3 separate regions of the Mus musculus genome follow, and all the other regions are linked to region 3. Evidence: chromatin contacts called from public promoter capture Hi-C data. All regions are on one chromosome and are shown on one strand. Each heading gives the region's core, a stretch centred on a gene start, on an enhancer-like site or on the middle of the called end of the contact. The rest is flanking DNA. Distances are from core to core; before and after follow the strand shown.

Evidence for each region. Promoter capture Hi-C pulls out the DNA fragments that hold promoters and counts their contacts.
Region 1: a promoter capture Hi-C map of pre-B cells shows a contact between it and region 3, with 1.9 times the contacts expected there. The contact joins the promoter of Cep350 here to the promoter of Rasal2 in region 3. A contact is called at or near these places in 2 of 39 promoter capture datasets (cranial neural crest and pre-B cells), 2 of 484 Hi-C or Micro-C datasets (embryonic stem cells and pre-B cells) and 1 of 115 datasets of contacts at active chromatin or transcription factors (microglia).
Region 2: a contact with region 3 is called in a promoter capture Hi-C map of pre-B cells, with 2.2 times the contacts expected there. The contact joins the promoter of Acbd6 here to the promoter of Rasal2 in region 3.

What each region holds. Positions count from the first base shown.
Region 1 is chr1:155,971,179-155,974,607 of GRCm38.p6, forward strand. It overlaps Cep350 (centrosomal protein 350), which reads right to left and starts at 2,077. Exons shown (of 38, transcript NM_001039184.1): 1 at 1,671-2,077.
Region 2 is chr1:155,556,489-155,559,858 of GRCm38.p6, forward strand. It overlaps Acbd6 (acyl-Coenzyme A binding domain containing 6), which reads left to right and starts at 1,632. Exons shown (of 8, transcript NM_028250.3): 1 at 1,632-2,371. The coding sequence starts at 2,150.
Region 3 is chr1:157,410,626-157,414,058 of GRCm38.p6, forward strand. Rasal2 (RAS protein activator like 2) reads right to left here and starts at 1,970. Exons shown (of 18, transcript NM_177644.5): 1 at 1,112-1,970. The coding sequence starts at 1,313. It overlaps 2810025M15Rik (RIKEN cDNA 2810025M15 gene), which reads left to right and starts at 1,727. Exons shown (of 3, transcript NR_027984.1): 1 at 1,727-2,500; 2 at 3,119-3,170.

The DNA of each region.
Region 1 (3,429 bases), core at 827-3,326, 1.4 Mb before region 3:
TTTGTATGTTCATTTCCACAACTACAAAATAAAGATCTGAGTCCCCTTTGCTCACAAGAGTACACAAAGACTAATTCATGGAAGTACACTCGTCCCCCCACCCTCGCCCCCAAAAAGTCAGTTATTTCGTAAAACTTCTCTTTTGCCCTCATTATAAATTATAGCAGTTTAACAAACTAAAGTGGTTACATAAGGACTTCACTTCCTTTCTTGTTGCCTCTATATAGTGTGTTAAAAATGGATTTTAAAAAATGACAATCAGAAGAAAAAAATTTTAAAACTTTAATTCATAAATGTATTAACACCATAAAAGGTTGATTCTATAGTATTGATGGTCTTAAAATAATACTATACACCAATACATGTCAGAAAAAAGTCTTTCATATTTATACAAAATTGTTTACAAACATTACTATCACTATAAGCACAAAGTTCTGCTATGAAAAGACAAGATACATATTTGTCTACATATACAATGTATTCTGGCATGACCTTCATATTCTGATTAAGGTGTACTAAGTTGAATGCAGTAACAGTTCAGATTTGTTGCATTTAATAGTTTGTCAATTTAGCATACAAAACCTCTTACACTTTCATGGGCTTGCAATAACTTCTAGTACAGGTCTAGGAGTCTCCCAAAGTCACAATCCCAAGTTATTAGCAGCACGCTGCCTTTTTAAAAAGCAGTATTTTAAATTAAGAAAGTTTTTAAATGGAGAGCAGTTTGTAGTATTTCATTATTGCCTCTTCAAAAATTCCCAGGTGCTAATAGTAGGTTGGTCTAGGATGGACTGTCCATTTAAATCTTTAAAATACAAGCGAAGGGAGCAGGTTAACATGGCAACACTAACGACTTCTCCAATTTCAAAACAAGAAACACCAGCAAAACAATTAAGTAGAGTACATGGATACCGACCACTATTCCTAAGGGCCTATTTTTTCCCCCCAAATGAAACATTTGTTACAACATCAAAAAATCCATTTAAAAAAAAATCTATACCTATTTGCAAGTTCCGAACTTGAAAACTAAAACCCTGGCAAATTTCTGCCTGTATCTGTGACATTAACTAAATATGATTTAGCATATTAGTCTGAATTTAAAAGAGGGGGGAGGGGAGGGAAAGTGACAACTTCCAACGTGTAAGGCTTGTTAAATGTCACCCCCTCTCCACCCAATCATGTGTGAATAAGCCGGTGGACTCCATTCAACAACTGCTGCTGGACTGGAGGTGATCAAAGTTTTCCCCATACTGCACTTTGAGAATATTACACCCAGGAAAAGGAACAGAAACTGTTCCTGACACTGGAGCTAGTGCCCCGGAATTTCCCAAAATATGCTCGATCTCCAAACGAAGAAGGGACACTTCGGAGACCAAAGGTGAGAGGTGGCTTAACTCTATGCAGACAAGAGGAGGGGCGAGGGTGCTGAGGGCGACACTGGCAGGTAAGCAAAGAAATCTTGTCTTCCGTGGGCACCAGTAGGTCCGGGAGCCCAGGTCTCAGGATGACCCTCCAGGAAAAGTCTCGGGACCCAAGGAGGGTCCCCGGGGGGGACGTCAGGCAGTGCCAGGGGGGCCCCGCCCCGCCTCTCTGGCCACCTCGGGGACCTGGGACCGCGGACAGAGACATCCGAGGCGGAGCAGGCTCCGCCAGGTCTCCCCGCAGCTCACCTGAGAGTGTCGCCTCCGCCCTCGGCTCCCACGGTGCATCCCGCGGGGCCTGGCGGAGGGTGCAGTGACGCCGCCCCGACCGGCCCCAGGGCTGCCCGGCCTGGCCTCCCCGCTCCGGGGACGCACCGGGTGCCCGCCTCGCCCCGGCTCCCGGGATCCGCCGGGCGGCAGGCAAGGAAGGAGAGGCGCAGAGGCGGCCTTCCTCTGCCCCGCCGCGAGCCCCCTCCCGAGCTGCGGCTCTCCGCAGTCCTCTCAGGCGCAGGTCCGGCCCCGCTCCCCCGCCCCGGGAGTCACTTCGGCAGCGGCGGCCCAGTCGCCATTACAGCTCAACAACTGACACGGAGGAGGAGCGGCGCCGGCGGCAGTGGCGGTGGCGGCGGCGCGAGGCAGGGCGGGAGCAGTCAGGGAGGGAGAGGGCGGGGGGGGGGGGAGAGAGACTCGCCAAACCTCGCGAGAACTGTCCGGAGACGGTTCCGCAGGAATGCAACCCTGGGTGAAGGCCAGCCATGTTGAGTGTGGCCGACGGAGGAGCGCGATCGGACCCGAGGCTAGAGGATGCGGGGAAGCCATCTTTGGTGTGGCGCTTTGGGAGCTCGGCGGGACTCGGGAGGAGCCAGAGTCTATCCGCAGAGGAGACCACCCCCTTCCCTTTGACGCTAATTGGGCCTTCTGGCTGAGCGGGTCACCCCCGAGCCAAAACACGCTGAGGACTTGACAAGGGTGACCCAGGGATCCGGGACCCGGCAGACGATTCAGAAGGAATCGTCACTCTAGGCGGATCGGAGTAACCGCAGCTTTGCGGCTGCTCGCTGCTGTCACTGCGGCCCTCTCATTGGCCAGGGGTTTACAGTTCTGTTCAGCACGCACACTGATGGCTTAAGCTCTTTCCAAAACAAGCAAAAACTACGTTTCCTTTCCCTTCGGTGTTGTGGTTTGAGAAGCCCTCTGGGGTCAACATATTTTCTCTTAGCTTTGTCTTTGTCACCAGCCTCCGCTTGGTGAATTTTATCGTCTGTCAAGACTGTAAAGGACAGCTTTTCTGCGAATAATGCCTGACACCTTCCGCTAGGTGCTCACTGCAGCTAAGCTCTCCACCTTCTGGGCTCCGATAGTTACTTTGCCTCGAAATTATTTCTCATCTAAAGTACCATGGGTGTCTTAAAGTCTCCTTTTTCTATGTATACCCAGTAGGGCCTGGCACAGTAACTACAACACTGTAGATGTTCAATAAATGTTCGCTACCTTGACCATATCAATAAAAGCAGACGACAATAACTGATCCTCCCCATAAGACAGCCGCGCCTCAGCAGGAACTACGTGAATGTACAAAAGTCCTGCACATATGTCAATGTATACACCCTCCCTGAGAACAGCACTTCAGCAAAGAATGAGAGTTGTGGAGATCCCGAGTACGCAAGCAGTAGCAAGAAAAAGATTTGAAAGGTGGAACTGCGGCAGGGAAATGGATTAGCAGGTAAAGGGAATTGCCACCACGCCTGGCGATCTTAGTTTGATCCCCGGACCCAGAATGGTGGACCAAGAGAGCAGATTCCTCTAAGGTGTCCTCTGATCTGCATTGCGTGCAGGTGCATGAGAAGACATGTATGATTACATACATACATACATACATACATGTAATAAAAAGAAAAGTGAAATTTACCTTTTCTCCAGCCTAGTTATTTTAAAGAACGTATCCAATCCCCTTATTGAGTTATGATTACTTTTTAATAGTGGGTTCTGAAACACTATCTGCCCAATA
Region 2 (3,370 bases), core at 382-2,881, 1.9 Mb before region 3:
ATGTTATAAGGTGTGCATTTGTCCTTGTTTTTCCTTTTGTGGAGGGACTAATAGTGGAAACATTCTCTATTCTCAAAGAATGTTCGTGAAAGTCAGACCCAAGCCATTTAACTTCTTCCTGTTTCTCATTGTTCACTTATCCTGTTCAAAGTTCTGTTGAAAGTTTAATCCTAAATGGTCAATCAATAACCATTCTTTGTAGTTCTTTGTTATTAGCCTTATGTTTATTAGTGTTTTTATTAGTTTTAAGCTACTAGTGATAAATGACTACACATGAGTGTGTGTCTCTACCATATTTAGAACATACTAGCCACTGCTGATACCAAAATCACATCCCTCATTATCTTAGTTAGGGTTTCTATTGCTGTGAAGAGACATCATGACCACAACTCTTATTAAAGAAAGCATTTAATTGGGGCTGGCTTACAGTTTCAGCGGGTTAGTCCATTTTCATCATGGTGGAAGTATGGCAGCACGAAGGCAGACGTGGTGCTGGAGAGGCAGCTGAGAGGTGTACATCTCAGATCTACAGGGAGCAGGAAGAGTGAGCCACTGGGTTTGGGTTGAGCTTTTGAAAGCTCATTGACACACTTCCTCCAACAAGGCCCTATCTCCTAATCTTTCACAAGTAGTACCACTTCCCGATAACCACGCGTTCGAGTATATGAGCCTATTGGGGCCACTCTTACTCAAATCACCACACTCATCTTAAAGATAAATAATAGTTTATTCTGGAGTCACTTCGAGTGACTACAAATTTAGGTTACCCCAAATTCCAAGTTCCAATGTGGAAACAGTTTCATAGTTTTACAGAACAAAGAAAGTCATAAATCAAAGCAAACTAAAAATACATTGGCGGGTACACAGAGAAGCAGTAACACTGAGACGGGGAAAACTTTCCTACAGGCCCAAGAAGATAGTTGACGACATTCTTAGCTTTTGGGTTGGTGAAAGCTACTACTACTACTAGCACCACTACTAGTACTACTAGTAACAACACACACACACACACACACACACACACACACACACACACACACACACACACACACACAGTTGATGTGAGACACCCCAAAAACTGAGAGCAGTTTCTTCAAGCGACATTCCACATTGGGGTTCTCAAATTCCTGCAGGAGAGAGTACCAAAACGTGCTTTTCGTAAAAACTGATAGCAAATGTACACGGTCTGCGTGTAGACGTAATGAACTTTGTGTATGCATACACTTTTTCTTTTTGACAGTGTGCTGGACGTGGAAAGATCTGTTCCTTTCCGGCAGAGCTATAGAACTGGGTTTCACTTCAAGAAGCACAGGCACAACTGAGATGAGACGATGCAGGTTTGGGGGCCTGGTGAGGCACAACTGAGATGAGATGATGCAGGTTTGGGGGCCTGGTGATGCCTTCTCTCAAAGCGCTGGGAAATGAGGGGGCAGCAAGTTTGGAAAACAAAACACTGATGGGAGAGAGTCATCTAACCATTTAGACACACGGTGGGGCAGTGAAGGAAGGTTTCCATCTGTTGGTGACTCGCTATTTTAAGTCAGAGTGGGTGGTTAGGAAACGGCGGAACCTTTGTCCTCAGCTCTCTGTTTCCCGCGACTCTACTCTAGCAGCTACACTAATGGACCGCCTCCTTCCCTTTCCCCTGGGGGCCCTATCCGGGTGAGTTCCGGAGTTTGTGACTCCGAAGTCCCCCCCAAAACCACGAGCGACGTCCCCTGTCTGTCACCGAGGCCCGTATCTCCATCCCGCACCGCGGCCGCCGCAACCCACGCTAGCGGAGCAGGCGGGGCCCCGTATCCACCGGCGCGTGCCCGGGTGCGCGTCCGACCCGCCGAGCTCGCGCCCCGCTTCACCTCCCAGCTCCCGTCCCAGCCGCACGCGCCGCGCCGCCGGCTTCCCCTCATCTTCCAGCCGAGCGGCCTCCAGACCCCGCACCGTTGGAGCGACCCGGGCGAAGCCCGAGGGGAAACCGGGGGAGGACGGGGCGGTCCTGTGCGCCCGGGTAGGCGGAGTGGCAGAATCACCTGAGACCGCCAGACAGCTCACTGCGTTCCCACTCCCGCTCGAGCTCCGCACCCGGACCGGTGGATCAGGCCCGGGAACCCGCGCCACACCGGGGAGGACCGGCCACAGCGAGCTAGTGAACATGGCCACACCGTTCCTACCCTCGGGGGCCACCACAGGCGACAGCGGTGGGGAACTGAGCTCCGGGGACGACTCTGGTGATATGGAATCCTTCCAGACCCCCGAGGCCGAGGGGACCCGGAGTTTGGCCGAGCTGTTTGAGAAGGCTGCCGCACACGTCCAAGGCCTGGTTCAGGTAGCCAGCCGGGAGCAGCTCCTGTACCTGTATGCCAGGTTCAAGCAGGTAAAAGATGGGTGGATGAGAGGACGTGGGCTGTTTCCTCCAAAAACTTAGTAGCAGATTGCGTGGCTAATGGTCGAGCGTAATGAAGTTTGTATGTGTGTGTTTGTTGTTTTTGTTTTTTACCCTGGAGAATAGCATCATTCTGGACATGGAATAATCTCTCTGATATCCAACGAATATTTATGTAGCCGGGCACTGAATGACAATGTTTCAGTGGCCTTGCCTCTGAACCTTTACAAAATGAGGATGATAAAATAAAATTTGGCATTCGCTGTTGCCAGAAGGACATGTGATAGGAAACATGGTAATGTTAATAATAAGTTTGAAATTTAAGAGAACATTACTGTGTATAAGATGCTAACAATATTACTATTATGATTCTTAGGAACTCTAAATATAGTTGTTATGTTTTTGGCTGAATTTGGTCCTGCTAGATATAGTCCCTCCACATTTTTAAAATTAAGGGCTCCATGCAGGTAACATGGAGGTCTGGTGATGAACTAACTCTCCACTCAGCTTCCTGAATCACTTTCATTTCCAAATAGAAAACCCAGGGGAGTAGGCAGTTTAGAAAGTTACATGGATATATCAGAATTAAAGTGTAGTTTTTGTCTCTAAAACTGAATTTTACCCGATAAAGTAAGGACAGGTTTGAGTTATAAACATAAGACTAATTTATCTTTCAAGGTTAGGTACCAGAAGGAAAGACTATTGCCTTCCTTCAGTGGACAGATACAGTTCAGCAGAACACTGGGTGTTCTGTCTATAGAGAATGCAAAGATGAAAGAACATCATGACACTGCCTTTAAGAAGCTTACAGGATTAGTTAAGGAATCTAGATGCAAATGTGAAAAGAAAATCGATGATTAGGAAAATAGGAAAACCCCAGCTCTTTGGAACTTTGAAAGAAATGACGTTCTGGATAGTAGTCTCTTTTATTTTATTAGAATAAAAAAATGCTTATGGTATAGTTACATATATTTCTCCTGAACTCTTTTT
Region 3 (3,433 bases), core at 720-3,219:
AGAACTGAGGCAAGAATTCAAATGTCTGGGATCTTTCCTGAAGTCAACTGAACTGTCCAAAAGACAACTTATAAACCATGAAAAGATGGTCTTGAATTATAAAGCACAGAACCTATTTGGAAGTATGAAAGCCAAGCCATAAATACAATATGCTGATCACTAACAGCATATTAGACAAACAAAACTGCAGGACAGCATCTCAACACTGTGTGATTCCAGATACTTCAAATTGGTCATCTTATATTCAACCACATTACTATGTCTTTTATGGTCATGTGTAGCAGAAACATTCTGCTAGCTTGATATTTTGGAAAGCCACAGCTAACCCATGCATACAGCATGTTTAACGTTGCCACAGCCTTTCCTGAATAGAAAATCATCATTCAGGTTTAATTTAAAAGATGGTTACTCGGAATGCAGAAAGGGAAAGTTTCTTTAGTGTGTTCATCACTTTAAACCTGCTGAGTGACAACCGGGTAGCTTAACCACGAAAACCAGAAACAGCAGTGCAATCTGAAACAACCTACACACTCAGGACAAGCAGAGAGTACGGTTCAAGGAAAAGCTGTCGGTAAATCTACTGCTACCAAACACTTGAACTGGGGCTGGTGCAAGGGCTACGGCTAGGGCTGGGTGTCTCTCCCATCTCTGCCCCCCACCCACAACCCCTCGATTTTGTTTTGTTTTGTTTTTCATTCATTAGCTCATCTTCTACTAAGCTTTTTCATATCTTTCTCTCAACACTTGCTTCACACAACAGGAAGGAAATGAAATCCCATTCACTTGGTTTTGTGCCTTGTTCCATTCTACCTTCCTGAGGACTCAGCAGCAAGTGCCTTTAATTAATCACCTAAGAATTACGTCCAGATAGCTCAACTCTATAAACTTACTGTGGATATCTAAAGAGGTCCAAAGGAGCCTACTGAGTCACATAACCAGGCGCTATATATTGGATAAACTTGTCAAAAAGCATTTTCTGCAACAACAACAACAACAACCAAAAAAAGATGTGGACAGCTGACCTAGGATAGATGGGGGACTAAGAATGCATCGGAGCCCAAGGAAAGATGAGAAACGCCAGCCTCTGAGGCAGACGACTTGTGATCCTTACCGAACACCCGGACCCAGCTCTGCTGCTGGCACACTGACTCCAGAAGGATCCGATCCAGCATGCCACCGGCCACTGCTCCGCTGACTGGGACGACCGCGTCCAGATCCTCCGGGGGCAGCGGCGAGTCGGACTCCAGCCCCGTGAACATCTCCGGCCACGACAGCGCCTCCGCGGCTCCTCCGGACGACGGAGACAGCTCCATGGTGTCCCAGAGGGAGCAGGCGGCGGCGGCGGGGCGGGCTTCCCGGCTGCGGGAAAGGGACGACGGCGCGGCCACCAGCACCCGAACGGCTGCGGGCGCGGACACCGCTCACCTCCTTCCCCGCCGCCCACCGCCCGAAGGCCGGGCGCCGCAGCCCACCTGCAAGCGGAGGGTGGGACCCGGGCCGGGAGGCGGGTCCAGCGTGGTCCGGAGCGGAGGCGGGTCCCGGCTCAGGTGCGGGTCCGGAGCGGACGCGGAGCACCCGGGAGCGCGGGCTCACCTCCCGCCCCCACGCAGCCCTGCTCAACCCCCGCGGGCGCGTTCGCGGGCCGCCCGGGCTTGGGCTGAGGATGGAGCTCGGCCAGGCAGGGCTGGGCTCGGGGGCGTCGCCGCCAGGGGCCGCCCCCTCTGACCGGCTCCCGCCGCCGTCGCCTCGGGGGCTCAAAGCGCCGGCTCCCTCAGCCTGAGGGGCGCGCCCCGGCCCAGCTTCTGTCCGCCTGGCGTCGGCTTGCTCCCGCGGAACGCGCAGGCCGGCCCGCTAACTCTCAGGCCGCCGCTCCGGCCGCTGCTTGGGCTCCTCCGGCTCGCGCTCCTCTGAGAAACCCACAAGCCCGGCAGCCGCGGCGCTGGCGGCGGCGGCAGGCGGCATCCCAGGGTGATAGGCCGAAGCAATCGAGTGCCGAGCTCACGGCCGCGTGTGCAATCCAGTAACCGAGCGGAGGAGGAACTGCCGCCGAAGACAGCAAAAATCGGGCACCGAAATACTCAGCGGGCCAGGCCCGCCTACTTTCCTAAGACTATCCTGCTCCGACCGCCTCTCGGTGCGGGGATCCTCGAGCTGCTGGTGGAAGCAGAGACGGTGTTGGGGAGGCGGAGAGAAAACGGGGTGCGGGAAATTTAAAAAGATGGGAAAGGCGCTTCCCTTTTATCTTAGCCCCTATCCTGTTGATTTCTGGACCAATGCTTCTTTCTCGGACGAAGAACATGAAGACGCTGCTTTATCTAACAGTCACCTCGGAAGAAACGCCATGGTTCCTCCACAAGGGAGATCTGGCCCCGCGTCTTGGATCCTGAGATCTGTGCGAGATCCCGGCTTTGCGCCCTGTCCGCCCTGGAGCTGGATTTATCATCAGTTTAGAATAGCATGGCTACGATGTGTGGTGCGGATGGATGGACGAGCCCCGCAAGTACATGAAATGCCCCAAAGCCCCAGCATTAACCAAACAAGCTTCTCTTTTTTGCCTTTGATCTTTGCAATCTGTTGGCTTCTCTTCTAACAGTGTCACTTGGGTTTTATTTTTGGTCTATGTGTAAACTGTCTTCCTCCTTAACATTGGCTTCGTTTTGTGCCCACCCAAAGCGGGATTCACCAATCCAGATTTCAGAGATTTTAGGCATAAGTAAATAAATAAATAAATAAATAAATAAATAATAGTAATAATAATAATTTCGGGTAGAAATTTACCAATTTAAATTATGTTGACAAATCAGGTTTTTCAACAATTTATGAACATGGCTACTTCAAACCAATCAGGAATTTTTCATAATTAGATGATGCTAAAAAATATTTGGGGGAGGGTTTTTGTTGTGTCCCAGCCCACCCCAGCCCTCATTTCTCTCTACTTTGACCTTCTATAAGAGGTCAATCTAATTTTCTAGGTTTTAGGAATTCTCATGTGTTTTTGTGTTTTATGGGAGTTATAGCATGCATTTTATAATTTTCTCCCAAATTTTACATAGAGTAATAGCATGTTAAAACAAGAAGTGACTTTAAAGATCCTCTCACCCTTCCTCTTGTTTAACAGGTGCAGACAGGACAGTCCACATCACCTGCCAAAGCAGCCAGCAATGCAACAGGTACGTCTTACAAGCTCTCAGTGATACTGATTTCTTCAACTCTGATCCTTCAAGAACTCTGTGATTAGATTTGTTAATCTGGTGCTTAGCAATGAAGTAGAGTAATCCCTCCCGGTATATAGAAGCCCACTTGCTTGCTATCTGACTACAGTCAGCTCTCCAATTTTAATAAATGAGAGATAAGGAAGCTAGAAGTTACAGGACCCAGCCCTAAACAAATCTAGTGTTTTCTTTCTCCCTTCTTTCCTTCCTTCCTTCCTTCC